5 separate regions of the Sus scrofa genome follow, and all the other regions are linked to region 1. Evidence: chromatin contacts called from public Hi-C, HiChIP or PLAC-seq and promoter capture Hi-C data. All regions are on one chromosome and are shown on one strand. Each heading gives the region's core, a stretch centred on a gene start, on an enhancer-like site or on the middle of the called end of the contact. The rest is flanking DNA. Distances are from core to core; before and after follow the strand shown.

Evidence for each region. Promoter capture Hi-C pulls out the DNA fragments that hold promoters and counts their contacts. A called contact is a pair of places that touch in the nucleus more often than the background predicts. HiChIP or PLAC-seq counts read pairs in DNA pulled down with a chosen protein or histone mark.
Region 2: a Hi-C map of liver shows a contact between it and region 1, with 4 times the contacts expected there. The contact joins the promoter of IRF2BP1 here to the promoter of CCDC9 in region 1. A contact is called at or near these places in 1 of 5 promoter capture datasets (liver) and 2 of 47 Hi-C or Micro-C datasets (both in liver).
Region 3: an H3K27ac HiChIP or PLAC-seq map of alveolar macrophages shows a contact between it and region 1. The contact joins the promoter of CALM3 here to the promoter of CCDC9 in region 1. A contact is called at or near these places in 1 of 47 Hi-C or Micro-C datasets (retroperitoneal adipose tissue) and 1 of 2 datasets of contacts at active chromatin or transcription factors (alveolar macrophages).
Region 4: a promoter capture Hi-C map of fetal liver shows a contact between it and region 1, with 4 times the contacts expected there. The contact joins the promoter of FBXO46 here to the promoter of CCDC9 in region 1. A contact is called at or near these places in 2 of 5 promoter capture datasets (fetal liver and liver), 1 of 47 Hi-C or Micro-C datasets (liver) and 1 of 2 datasets of contacts at active chromatin or transcription factors (skeletal muscle).
Region 5: a contact with region 1 is called in a promoter capture Hi-C map of fetal liver, with 2.8 times the contacts expected there. The contact joins the promoter of PNMA8A here to the promoter of CCDC9 in region 1.

What each region holds. Positions count from the first base shown.
Region 1 is chr6:53,063,924-53,066,623 of Sscrofa11.1, reverse strand. CCDC9 (coiled-coil domain-containing protein 9) reads right to left here and starts at 1,447. Exons shown (of 15, transcript XM_021094629.1): 1 at 1,226-1,447.
Region 2 is chr6:52,198,879-52,201,578 of Sscrofa11.1, reverse strand. It overlaps IRF2BP1 (interferon regulatory factor 2-binding protein 1), which reads left to right and starts at 1,369. Exons shown (of 1, transcript XM_003127228.4): 1 at 1,369-2,700.
Region 3 is chr6:52,505,570-52,508,269 of Sscrofa11.1, reverse strand. It overlaps CALM3 (calmodulin 3), which reads right to left and starts at 1,291. Exons shown (of 6, transcript NM_001244209.1): 1 at 1,124-1,291. The coding sequence starts at 1,126.
Region 4 is chr6:52,067,803-52,070,502 of Sscrofa11.1, reverse strand. It overlaps FBXO46 (F-box only protein 46), which reads left to right and starts at 1,313. Exons shown (of 2, transcript XM_021094574.1): 1 at 1,313-1,394.
Region 5 is chr6:52,427,824-52,430,523 of Sscrofa11.1, reverse strand. It overlaps PNMA8A (PNMA-like protein 1), which reads right to left and starts at 1,305. Exons shown (of 6, transcript XM_005664614.3): 1 at 815-1,305; 2 at 633-813; 3 at 538-630; 4 at 390-536; 5 at 1-387. The coding sequence starts at 882. It overlaps LOC102166902 (a long non-coding RNA gene), which reads left to right and starts at 1,421. Exons shown (of 3, transcript XR_303849.3): 1 at 1,421-1,506.

The sequences.
Region 1 (2,700 bases), core at 198-2,697:
AAAGTTCTAGGCCCAACTCCCTGTGCCCGTTCTGGTGCCGCTCACATCCCCGTTAACAGTCTAGATCTGGCTCTTTCCAAGGAGTTTCAGAACCGTCTCATAACCCCACACTCAAAGAGTCTGAACCGCACTCCTTATTCGCTGCCCCCAGCATCCCAAGAAAGGTGCCCCTGCTTCCCCGCACCCCTATAAAGATTCCCCAAACAGACCCAGTACTCACTGGCGAGGCTTCCTGGGCCTGATGCGACCTCCCTAGAGAATACTGTACCCGCCTCTACACGGTCAAAACTTTCTGGCCCGCCTGCGGCTTTCCAGGGAAAAAGCTCCGTTCTCCAGCCGGTCGGAACGCCACCGGCCCACCCCGGGCAAAGCCAAAACTTTCCGACCCCGCCCGCACGCTCGCGTCAAGAAGCTGTCGCCCCTCAACCCGGCTTCGGATTTTCCCAGCCAACACTCTGGCCCCGCCCCCTAGATCCCCAGGCTGCAACCTAAGCCCGCCCCCTCCTTCTCGCGTTATTACACCAGGCCCGCCTCCAGCTCACGAGTCAACATTTGTGGTCCCTACACGATTTGCCCGGCCAACCTCCTGGCCACGCCCCGGACTCTGCACCCGCCTCGTCGCGCCAATATTTGGCCCCGCCCCCGGCGCGCCCCAAGGCAAGGTTCGAGCTCCACGGCGAGCTTCACCACATTGTGGGGAAGCTCCTGGCGCCTGCAAAACTTTCCGGCTCCACCCTCATCATTCCTAGCCAGTACCTGGCCCCGCCCACAGCTCCCCCGCTTCTTTTTGGCCCTGCCCTCACCGTCGCATCAGCCTCTGGATCCACCCCTGACTTCCAGGACCCACTTTCAGGACAGGAAAAACTTTCTGGCTCCGCCCCCAGCGTTTTCCGCCGGGAGTCCCGGCCCCGCCCGCACCGCTGGCTTCCATTGGCCCCGCCCCCAGCCCCGGCACAACTTTTGGGCCCCGCCCTCAGCTGCCCACCTACACTCCGGACCCGCCCGCAGACTGGCCCACCCCAGCCCTGCCCACCCGCCGACGTTCCGCCCAGCCAGCACCCACCCCTAGCCTCCCTTGTGGGCGTCCAGTCCCCGCCCCCCGCAGAGTATCTGACCCCGCCCCCGCGGGCTGCTCGCTACCCCGCCTGCGCTCGCGCCAGCTCCCCCACGTGGGCATCAGGCCCCGCCCTCTCCGGGCGCGCTCCCGGCCCCCTCCTAGGGTCACCTGTCCCGGAGACCCCGCGGCGTCCGCTACTCCGGCTCCGTCGGCCTCCGCGTCGGCAGCTCCCGGGCCCCGCGCGTCACTTCCGGCCCGCACCACGTGAAGAGGGGAACTAACGAGGGTCACTTCCGGTTGTTCTGGCTCGTTTCCGGGAGCCTTAAAGGCGCCGCTCGCGTCTGGGTAGAGGCGCAAAGTGAGATAAGCGGGTCGACAAGGGTGTTCCGGAAGCTTGCTGTACTGCCTTCTGCCTGAACGACCACCTTCCAGGGGGAGGAGACAGCGTCTTCTCTCTCTGGCCTCTACCTGCTTCCTGTTTCTCCCCTTTCCTGGTTCCAGTAAATCGGCGCCCTGCCCTGGGCAATGATAACCTGGAATCCTGACTTACCAGCTTGTGCAGGGGGTGGATGCTCCCCCACCCTTCTGCTAATGAAACCTTAGAATTAGTTGTAGAGACAAAATTTTCAACCGAAAGAATCCTTCCTTCACCCTCTAAATCAGCGTTGAGGGTGTCCCTAGTGGCCTAGCAGGTTAAGGATCTGGTGGTGTCGGTGCTGTACTTCAGGTTCTATCCCTGGCCTCAGAACTTCCGCGTGGCGGGGACACAGCAAAAAATCAGTCAGCACTGAGTGCCAGGCTCTGTGCTGGGAGGATGGGGAATTGGGCGTGAGGGGGCGTGTCAAAATGATGAACAAGGCAGACCCCATCCCTGTCCTCTTGAGGGAAGACGTAAGTATATGTGAAATAACAGAAAACAAAAATGTGTGAGATGGCTTGCAAGAGGGACGGGAAGAGAGGCTGAGGGTGAGGGGGCTAGGCGCCCAGGCAGAGGACACACAGCCTGTGCTAAGGTCCTGTGATGAGTGAGCTTGGTGCATTCTAGGAATTGCAGAAGCTCAGAGAAAGATCTGCTGGATTGCCTAGAGTCCAGAGGGTAACATGCATTAACCAAAACAAACATAATTAACATGTTATTACAAGTGATAATAAATGTGACAGTGGAGTTCATGTCGTGGCTCAGCGGAAATGAATCCAACTAGGAACCATGAGGTTTTGGGTTCGATCCCTGGCCTCACTCAGTGGGTTAAGGATCCGGCGTTGCCGTGAGCTGTGGTGTAGGTCGCAGATGCAGCTCAGATCCTGCGTTGCTGTGGCTGTGGCGTAGGCCGGTGGCAACAGCTCTGATTAGACCCCTAGCCTGGGAACCTCTATATGTAGTGGGTGCGGCCCTAGAAAAGAACAACAACAACAAAAAGTGATGGGACACCCTTACAGGGGATGACATAAGTGGGAGGCTGGATTCCCTGAGGTGGCCAGTAATTTCATTTTGTGATTTAAATCGTGGAAAAGGGAAGTACCTGGCAATCACCTGCCACTTACATAGTTATTGGGAACAGCCTTTCAGAGACCTTCTCCACGCATATAACTTAATTCTCTTAAAATTCCCCCAAATACCTGCCAAATTCACTATATCATTTTTA
Region 2 (2,700 bases), core at 120-2,619, 860 kb after region 1:
CTGAGAAGTTTAGAGACTTGCCCTAAATTTGTCCGGTGACAATCCAGTTCATCTCAAGGCAGCATCTGGCCAAAACTCCTTACTCCCACTACTGTTAACTAAAGCTGGTTAAGGATCCAGGGTTATCACTGCAGTAGCTTGGGTCACTGCTATGGCACCAGTTCCATCCCTAGCCTCCATATGCCACAGGAAGCAGCCCTAGAGAAAGCAAAAAGACCAAAAAAAAAAAAAAAAAAAAAAAAAAAAAAAAAAGGCCCAAAGACAATTTTAGGAGATACATGGATGGCCTTTTTAATGGCTCTATATGTACACAGGTTTTTTTTGTTGTTCGTTTATTTATTTTTTGCTTTTTTTTTTTTTTTTAAAGGCCGCACCTGCAACATGTGGAAGTTCCCAGGCTAGGGGTCAAATCAGAGGTGCAGCTACTGCCCTATGCCGCAACAACGCCAGATTGGAGCCCCATCTGCAACCTATGCTGCAACTTGTGGCAATGCCGGATCTTTAACCCTCTGAGCCTGGCTAGGGATCGAACTGGCATCCTTATGAATACTAGTCGGGTTTGTTACTGTTGAGCCACGACAGGAACTCCATATATACGTAATTTTAACTTATTTTATAAAAATGTGTACAGCACACACAAAAAAGTATAGTACATAAAACCCATGATTATGGGAGTTCCCGTCGTGGCGCAGTGGTTGACGAATCCGACTAGGAACCATAAGGTTGCGGGTTCGATCCCTGCCCTTGCTCAGTGGGTTAATGATCCGGCGTTGCCGTGAGCTGTGGTGTAGGTTGCAGACGCAGCTCCGATCCCGCGTTGCTGTGGCTCTGGCGTAGGCTGGTGGCTATGGCTCCGATTCGACCCCTAGCCTGGGAACCTCCATATGCCACGGGAGTGGCCCAAGAAATAGCAAAAAGACCAAAAAAAAAAAAAAAAAAAAATCCAACCCATGATTATGCACATACTGCTTAGGATGGAGCAGAAATAAACTTCTTTTTCTCGGGAATCAACTTCAAGAAAAATGTCAAAATAATACAAGTCGTGAACAAAATTGTGAAGCTGAGACTGCAAATCAGACCTGCTATGGTTGCAGTGGAATAAGGGAGAGTTGGCAGGTATTCCCTGATTAGTTTGAAAACCACTAATGAGTGCAACTCACAAATAATTCAAAATATTTTTGAGCGCTTAACAGGAACCTAGGCCTAAAGAGGGGAAGAGGCTGACGTGGGTTAGAGTCTGGAGACCCTTCTCCACCCTCCACATACCCACGCTTCCAAGCCTGCCCTGCGGGGTGCGGTCGCCAGGAAGAAAACACGGGGGTCCCCATAGCCTGCATAGGCCTAGATGGTAGTAAGCAATCAGGGTTGGAGAAGGGTGGTCTAGCTCTTGTTCTCCCCAGAAACTAAGCACCCCCCACCCCCAACTTTGCCATCCCTGCCCTCCTTCCCTTCCTCAACATTAATGAGCCATACAGGGTGAGGGTCCTTTCAATTTGGTGCTGGGAAAACATGGAAACACCTTCCATAAATTGCGCGCGCGCTGGGGGGGGGGGGGGGGACTGTAAGGACAGACAGCGGGAATCGGGAAGGCCTCCCCCAACCTTCCAGACTGCGGAAGTGCGTCAGCTTGTTGGCCCCGCAGGGCATTTTGGGAATTGTAGTGAAGTTGGGAGGGGGGCGGTGACACTGACGGTGTAACCCTTTGGAGACCAGAGCGCTTTGGCAGGGCTGGAACAGAATTGGGGGCGCCCCACCACTCCCTTCAGCAGATAAGGCAGCTGAGGCTGGCAACTTCAGTTCTCTCCTTTCTCCGGATGTTGCTGGCTCCAATCAGAGGCTGCCATTCAAGATTTGGGGCAAGAAGAAGTGCCAAGTGAACAGCCCTGCCCAACGCTTAAGTTGCCTGCTTCCCGTCCCCCTGTCCTGAAACCTTCCAATCAAGACCCCTCCGCCCCGCCCCAGGAGCGACTGCCTCCGTAGCCAGTCATTGGCCCACCTTTGAAGGGCGGGAATTGAGCTTCAGAGAAGGCAAGATTTTTGCCTAAAGCCGCACAGCAAGTCGGAACAGAAGCTGGATGCCCGGAAGCCTGTCCACCTCCTACAATTTTTGAGTCCGTCGTGGCGCTCGCCATTTGTATCACATCCCTGTTTCCAACCCTTGTGCTCGAAATGCTCGGAGCAAGCCAAACTCCCTGCCCCGCGGCGACGAGTGGTAAAGGTCGCGCAGCGGCGAGCCCGCGCCGTCCTCTGCTGCCTGCCGTCCCCTTTAAGAGCCGGCCCCGGCGGGACTACGTTTCCCAGAAGGCTTTGCCGGCGCGTTATGTAACTTTCCCTGCGAAACGGCCTCTGGGGCAGAAGGAGGTGGAGGCGGCGGTGGCAGCCGTTGGAGCGGAGGTGGCGGGAGCGGCGGGAGCCCGAGGCGGCGGCGCTCGCGGCCCATCGCGGGGCCCGAGCTGTGCGCCTCGGCCCGGAGCCCGGAGCAGGCTGGGGCGCCGACGTACCTTTGCCTGCCTTTTCGAGGAGGCGGGAGTGAGGAAAAAGGCTTAGGGCCCGGGGGGCGGGGAAGGGGGGCCGGGCCTGGATCCGCGGGGAGGCCGAGCCAGAGGCCCGACTGTGGCTCGCGCGGTCCTGGGGACACAAATCGAACGTCGGCAGTGCGGATCGAACGGCGGCGGGTGGATTGAGGGGTCCTGAAGGCGC
Region 3 (2,700 bases), core at 42-2,541, 560 kb after region 1:
CCACTCTCTCTGGCCTCTGCAGCCAGCCGCCCCCCATCCAGAATGAGCAGTCTTTGTCCCGGCTTTGCCCTGGAAACTTCCAGGAAGCTACCCACATCCACCTTCAAACCTAGGCCAACCTCAGCTGCCATTCATTTGCTCCAACATGTCTGCGGATCTCCTTCCACCACCCAAATCAAAGTGCTCGCCCACCCCTCACCTTGGAAACCCACCCCCTCGTGAACCCAAACACAACACTCCTCCCCACTCCTCTCCCCCCAAAACCAACCTCCTGTCCTAGTTTACCAGCCTTAACCCACTGGTAACCTCAGAATCTTCCCTGGCTGCCCCCCAACATCAACCACAGGGCCCCCGGACCCCGCACCACTGGCAAGCACGCTATCCCCTTTTAACCACTTCCCGACCCCAATCCTTTCCAGTCCCCATAGACTTCAGAGCATCTTCTAACCTCTGTCGCCACCCACCCTAGGCTCTTCCTCCCCAAGCTTGCACCTCACCCTCCTCCTTCTTCCTCTGCAATGTCTCTGGAGAACCTCCTTCTCTCCCCTCGAGGGTCTGGTCTGCAGGAGTGACCCCCACCTCCCTGGTCCCAGGAGCACCCCTCCCCACCCAGGCCCAGTTATCCACGGCCCCCTTTTGGGGAGCTCCCTAGCAGCCTGGCTTCCTTCCGATCCCCCTTCCCTGCATCCTCTCAGGACCCAAAGCCTTTATCAGGGCACAGATCACCCCCTTCTCTAGCCAACGTTTCTTCCCTCGCTCCCCTGGAATTCAAACACCCCACTTCGGGGACCAAACGCCTCATTCTGGGTCCAGGAGCCCTTCCCATTTGAGGGTCCAGATGCTCCATCCCGGGTTCCAGTGCCCCCCTTGGAGGACTCAGGTGCCCATTCTGGGGTCTAACTACCCCATGCTATACTTCTGGAAGACCCCCAAAGCCCTTGTGGGATCCAAATGTCCCGCTCTGGGTTCCAATGCCCCCGACTGAGGAGCAGAGAGGGGTCCAGAGGCGCTCGCTGGGGCCGAAACGCTCCCCCATTCTGGGTCCGCTCGCGCTCTCAGGGGTCCTGCCCCTCCGTGCCCGCCTCAGAGCCCCCGGCCTCGGCGGCCTCTCAGCCTCACTCACCATGGCGAGGCCCGGGGTGTCCGGAGCGCGGGGGTCAAGGTTCCTCCGGCGGCGGCAGCAGCTGCAGCAGCTCGAGCTCCGCCGCGCGTCCGCGCCTCCACACTCACTGCCCGCAGCGCGCGCCGCCGCCGCCGCCGCCCGCCCCAACGGTCCCTCAACGGCCGCCGCGCGCGCCCCGCCCCGCCCCGCCCGGCCCCGCCCCGCACGCGCGTCGCCGCACTGCGGCTCCCACGGATCCCTCCGCGCCTCCCTCCGCACCACCGGGCCCGCGGATCTCTCGCTCTCGGTTCGCGCAGACCTGTGTTTACGGCCGGCCGCGCGGGCACCCGCGCGGGACTACTTTCCGTCGCCGCGCGCCCCGCCCCCGTGCGGCTTTACTTTTCCCCTCGGCGGAGGGGCACCTTACGGCGGCGCGTGACGCGTCCCTGTGTGAGACGCGCCACTATTGGGCCCGGGTTATGGCGGAAATGAAAGCGCGGTGCCGATTGGTCCGGCCTTCCCTGCAATGCGTCAAATTGGGGCGAGCCACTGTGTGGTGGTGGTGGGGATTCTGAAATGTGTGGCTGCGTGGAGCCGTGAGGTGTAACGAGGCGAAGGGGAAAACTCTGTGACTGTTAGAGAAGCAACTACATAGTCTTTGCAGTCAGAGAGTAGTAAGAGGGCTGGTGGAAGATGCAGAAGCTCTTTCTCGGCTCTCCCCTCTAACAGATGGAAGATGGTGCAATCCAAAATGCTGGCCTGGAAGCTCCGCCCCTAACTGGACCCTCCGAGTTGGCGGGGTCTACAAGGTTCAGCTGGTTACTTAGAACTTCCACCTGTTGGGGCCAGGTGTCTCCACCCTGAGACACACTCTACAGGTGTGCAGAACGCCTGTCCCCCTGATTGGCCCAAGGTCTGTGAAGCTGGGGCCACCCCGGGACGATCTCTGGGAATATGGCATTAATTCAGCCTTCAATTAAGCCTAAATTGAGCGCCTCCTGTAAGGCTGGACCAGTGTACTTGGCTTGGCTGGGGAGCCCAGACTTGCACTGTCTTATTGTGTTGTAGACCACCTGACTCTTGCACTCCTTGTGCCTAGGTTCCAACCATAGGAGGAAAAGAGTGTGAAGGTTAACTGTGACTGTTTCCTGGAGCTCAGAAACAGTTGTGAGCGGTCATTTGATTGAATTGTGGTTAAAAAGGATGTGTGCAGAAGCGATATGTGAAACTTTTGGACATGCCCTTAAGGGGGTGGAGAGCATGCTGTCCTTTCTCTCACCTTGCCTGCTGATGGAACAGCCTGGTAGGCATTAGAGGAGAGACCAATGGGAGCAAACTCACCTAAGATCTGGATGATTTTCTGGAGCAGAGCTCACCTTTTTGTCCCCAGTGCCAAAATTTTATGCAAGAGAGAGAGACTTTTTTTTTTTTTTTTTTCTTTCTAGGGCCACACCTGTGGCATATGGAGGTTCCCAAGCTAGGGGTCAAATTGGAGCTACAGCTGCTGGCCTACATCACAGCCACAGCAATGAGAGATCCCAGCCACATCTGCAACCTACACCACAGCTCAGGGCAATGCCAGATCTTTAACTCACTGA
Region 4 (2,700 bases), core at 64-2,563, 1.0 Mb after region 1:
AAGATTCAAAGAGGAGGGCCACTGGAATCGGGCCTTAGTGGCAGTTCACCGCTTGAAATTATGTTCTTTAATATAGCCGACTCTCTCTTTTAGAAAGTTCACTCTTATGGCTCATGAGGAGGATGGGCAGGAAAACATAGCTTAAGGGGAGGCGATCTAGCAACCTAGTGGAGAGTAGAGATCCTGGTGTCTAAAATATTTCAGTTCAAATCATTTTCTTGCTGTGTTGCCATGGAGAATATGCTCAATCTCTTTCTGCCTTAACTTTTTTTTTTTCTTTTTCTTTTTAGGGCCGCACCCGCGGCATATGGAGGTTCCCAGCCTAAGGGTAAATTGGAGCTGCAACTGCCACAGCCACAGGAACACGGGATCTGAGCTGCGTCTACCACTTACAGCACAGCTCACCTACACCACAGCTCACCGCAACGCCGGATCCTTAACCCACTGAGCGAGACCAGGATCGAACACACATCCTCATGGATATTAGTCCCATTCATTTCCGCTGTGCCACAGTGGGGACTCCATCTTTCTGCCTTAACTTTTATATATTTGGGATAATTCTTACTGGGGTTCTCTGCAGTGTCTGGCATAAAATTAGCATGCAATACATTTTTACTCAACACTTATTTCCATTGTCCTGGGTGCTTGTACAAGATACACAAAGGGGCCTGTCCTCTTGGAGCTTCTATTATAACTACGATGTGCACAAATGTCTAATGCATCTGGTTTTCCTCCATCCTAAGGCTTAATTCCCATACTTGTAAATTAGGTGGTGGTAAGAAAACCAGGGGGAGTTCTCTTGTGGTGCAGTAGGTTAAGGATCCAGACTTGTCACTGCAGCGCCCGGGTCGCTGCAGCTGCATGTGTTCGATCCCTGGCCCGGGAAGTTCCATGTGGGGTAGGGGTGGCTCCAAAAAAAACCAAAATAAAACAACCCAGGAGGAAAAATGGATGGGAAAGTGAGAAAGGCGCTATTAATTAACACGTAAATAAGTTTAAGTAAATCGATAAACTGGTTCTTTCCCAACTCTCCACCCCACACAAACGCCCCTTTTAAATTTTCTCAATTCCGTTTCCAAAAGCCCAGGGCCAAAATGGAGGAGACTGCACTCCATTTCCCAGCGGGCTTGGCGTGGGCGCTCTCTGCGCCTGCGCTACCAGGCACACACGCTCTCTGTCTCCCGGGAGTTAGAGTCATTCTTTTCCTGAGCCCGCCCAGTTTGCTTCTTTCCCCACCTCCAAGCTTGACCGTGCTGCCTTCCGGGAGTTGTAGTCTGCGGCCTCCCGGACTCCAATTCCCAGCGGGCTTCGGGGCGGGAACCCGGAAGGGGAGGTTGGAGAGGAGCGAGTGGGGGAAACCCGCGTAGCCGAGGGAGCTGCAGCGCGGGGAGATGGTGAGAACGCTGAGCTGGGGCCAGGGGCGCTTGCGAACTGGGGCGGGCGTTTGGGACCCGGTGGCGAGAGGGAAGAGGCAGGAGCTAAAGAAGGGGCTGGATGAGGGGAGATCGTTTGGGGGATGGGATTGGGAGAAATGGGAGCCGGAGAGAGTAGTAGAAGAATGGGGGTTGGGGATGGGTCTTGAAGATGGGGAGAGAGTCGAGCTTTGGGATTGATTGTAAGGGAGCTCAGAGCTGGAGGAAGGAGTCCCGAGTTGGAGAAGGGGCTGGGCGTCCAGACAGAGGCACTGAAGGGGGCAATTTCGAGGGGTTTAGCCTAGGGGATGTTGAAAGGCATTAGGAGTCAGTGCTAGATGAATGAGGGGGTCTGGAGGCTCCGGAGGGAGAGGCCAGCTGTGGATGCCGTGGGTTGGAGCCTCTGGATCGGATTGGGGGCAGGAGGACAAGCTGAGATGGTAGAAGAGAGAAATCAATGGTAGAGTGGTGTGTAGGTTAGGACCCGGGACTGTGGGTGGGGTGAGGAGCATGAGATTAGGGGCCTGCATGTAGCGATAGTTTACTTAGCCCAGCCAGAGACTCCCGATAACTGGACAGTCACAGAACTGTAGGATGATATGGCCAGAAAGGGCCATCGAGACAACCTTTTGCACTCACATTTCTCTAATGGGATTTAGAAAAGTGTAGTGGTTTATGTGTACAGACGGTCCAGCACTCAGTTCTTTTCTTCTGCCATTCCTTTGCGACCTGGGCAAGTGTCCCCTCTCTATGAAACTCAGTGCCCTTATCTGTATCGTGGGAACAAAATGCCGCTGAGAAGAGAGGAGGCTTGCATCCCAGAGCTGTTGGTGGGAAGTTCCCTGCTCCAGGAATGTGACTGGGTCACAGGTGCTAATGGATTCCCTCTTTTTCAGCCCAGCCCCAGGGGCGTTTTCTCAAACTCTGGCACTGATCTGGGCACAGCCCCGCTCAGAAGCATGCAGGGGTTCCCCACAGTCAACTCCAGCTCACACTAATTGTTTAGGAAGTGCCTGGCCCTGTTCGTAGTTGTTTGTATTAACTCATTTGATTCTGACAACACCCCTTAAGTTGTCTCCATCCTACAGAGAGGAAGCAGAGGCACAGAGAGGTTCAGCAACTTTTCCAAGGTCAGCCAGCATGAGTGGTTGACTCAGGAGTCCAACCTCGGCATCCTGGCTCAGAGTCCGTGCTCTCAGCTCTGTAATACAGTCCCCTTTCCTGGTACTGAAGTGTCATGAGTAGGGCAGAGACTTGAGAACTGAAAGCAGTCTTCAGGTTGAATTTT
Region 5 (2,700 bases), core at 56-2,555, 640 kb after region 1:
CTTCACACAGGGCTTTTTGCTGCCCCCGACATATTCTGAACCCTCTGTATTTTCAGCATCACCAGCCTCAGGAGCCTCCAAAGAGGCCGAGCCACGAGAATGGCTGCCTTTAGACTTCTTCCAGGGCAGTGATTCCCGCTTGGGAGTTTTTTTCTGCTTAGTTCTCCTGGAGCGAATTTTAGCTCCAGCTTTTCTAACCCAAGGTTTAGGAGGGTCACCCTCAGCTTCCACATCATTCCAGTCGTCCACCTTCTCCACTTTCGAGGCAGAGCCCACCTCTGCAGCCCACCCTGGCTCCTTCTTGACCTTCCTCCCTGCTGCAGAAGCCAAGGATGCCACCACCGGGGCCTCAGCAAGCTCCTGAGCCCTAGCTTCCTCCCTGCTCCGCGCAGCTCGGCATCCGTGTAGAAGATAGCTTGCACCACTGCCCCTAGAAGCACCCCCAAGGCTTCTGCCCAGTTCTCCGGGGGCTGATTCTGGTTGCGGGGTGGTCGGGGCTGGTTGAGCTGCAGCAGGTGGACCACATCCTCCCAGGTGCTGCCCCTCCGCATCCAGGAATTCATTCAGGTTTTTTTAAAACTCAGCATCCTGGGTGGGGTCCCTACACACCACTCTCCAGACGCCCCCCCCCCCCTTCCTGGGAATGCCCGGGGTATAGCCCTCAGGTTCACGCCCTCGCCGACCTCGATGAGGGCAGCTTTGGCATTCTCTTCTCTCAAAAAAATCTTATTGAGCACGAAGTATGGGCCCAGTGGGGAGAGGACCCCATTCAAGGTCTCCTCAATTTCCGCCTGCCCACAGTCCTCCGGGATGCACCAACAGGGACCTCCGGAAGTCCACATCCATGCCCCGGCACCAGTCCTCCAAAAGGGTCACCGCCATGGCTGCAGACCCCTGACGTCTCCAATCCCACGTGTACTGAAGCGTCTACTGGGAAGACCCGGGCTGTAGCGGTCCCTAAATAGCAATTCTGTAAGGTGACAAGAGGCGGGGGGTCACATTCCCGGGAACAAGGCCAGGCTCAGAGATCTCAGCGGTCCCCTCCACGGCTGGGCGGCAGAGGCCTCGCGCTTTCCCAGGGCCTTCCTCCCCAAACCGTGCCCGGTTGCTCACACGTGTCCCGGAATCAGCCGAAAACCAAAAACCAAAGAAAGGCCACCCTGATGCACGAAGGTGCCAGCTCGGACCAAGGGCCCGGGGACACCAGCGTCCGTTCCAACTCGAACCCGAGTGGGTCATAAGGGATCTGGCCTCATCCAGTCAGCAGCTCCGAGCCCGAGGGGGGCGATTCGGCGGTGCGCGCTTGCGCACTTTCGCACTTGCTCCCGCGCAGCCCGGCGCGCAAGGCCCGCGGTCCCCATGGCAACCGATGATTGCAAGGGGCCTGCGCGTGGGCTTCGTAATTGGGCTGGGGGAGCCGGGCGGAAGTTTACTGCTCAGCTGTTGACCAATCCAGGCGTGTTCTCTGATTGTCCCTCCGCGTGCAGCCTTTCCACCCTGCTCTATGTGAGTAGCGTCTGGCACGGGAGGTGGGGAGTGTTGACTAATGAGGCTGCGCTAACGAGGCCTTTTACCTTCCTGTTGGGTTCAGCCAGCAGGACTCATGGGCACCACCAGAAGTCAGAGAGCGAGGAGAAAGACTGGCTTCAATCCCTGAGTTCCTCTAACAAAAGCCAGAGCTTTTGTTGTGAGCCTTCTCCTTCAGCTACAGTTCCTTTTTCCAGAGATTTCCAGAAGCCTTTAGAAATGTGTACACACACACACACACACACACACACACACACACACACACACCCAACCCCCGCAAGCCTGAGGATGGTGCCTCATCTTTGCTGATTTCCTCCGATCACTGCCTAACAGACAGCACTTTTGTTAATGGAGCAGTCCTTATGACTAGGTTTGAGTTGCCATGCTTCATGTCCAGGCCTCACGGATACAGCCACCTGGCAATGCAGCTTCCTAACCGTGCCATTTAAGCGATTTGAGCTCTCTGAGCTCCTTCCTCTTTTCCACAGTAGGAATACAAATACAAACTTTTCGGATCCGGAAATTTTGAAAATTCAGGGCGAGCGTGTATGAAAGATGCAGTGGGCCTAGGTAGTCAACCAAAATCTGTTGCTTGAATTCCATTTTGGACTCGGCCTTTACAGGGGCAAAGAGCCAAATATCCATTTCACTTCCTCTCTGGCATCCCTGAACTTGGGCATTATCAATATTTGTGTGATTGGGAGGTTCTGATGTGGCCTGGAACAAACCCAACTAGCATCTGTGAGGACGTCGATTTGATCCCTGGCCTTGCTCCGTGGGTCAGAGATCTGGCATTTCCATGAGCTGTGGTGGAGGTCACAGAAGAGGCTCAGGTCCCTCGTTGCTGTGGCTGTGGTGTAGGCCGGCAGCTGTAGCTCTGATTCGACCCCTAGACTGGGAACCTCCGTGTGCCATGAGTGCAACTCTAAAAAGCAAAAAACAAACAAAAAAGAATCCCCATTGTAGCTCAGTGGTTAACAAAGCTGACTAGTATCCATGAGGATGCAGATTTGATCCCGGGTCTCCCTCAGTGGGTTAAAGATCCGGTGTTGCCATGAGCTGGGGTGTAGGTCACGGACACGGCTCGGATCCCAAGTTGCTGTGGCTGTGGCGTAGGCCGGCAGCTACAGCTCTGATTAGACCCCTAGACTGGGAACCTCCATATGCCAAAAA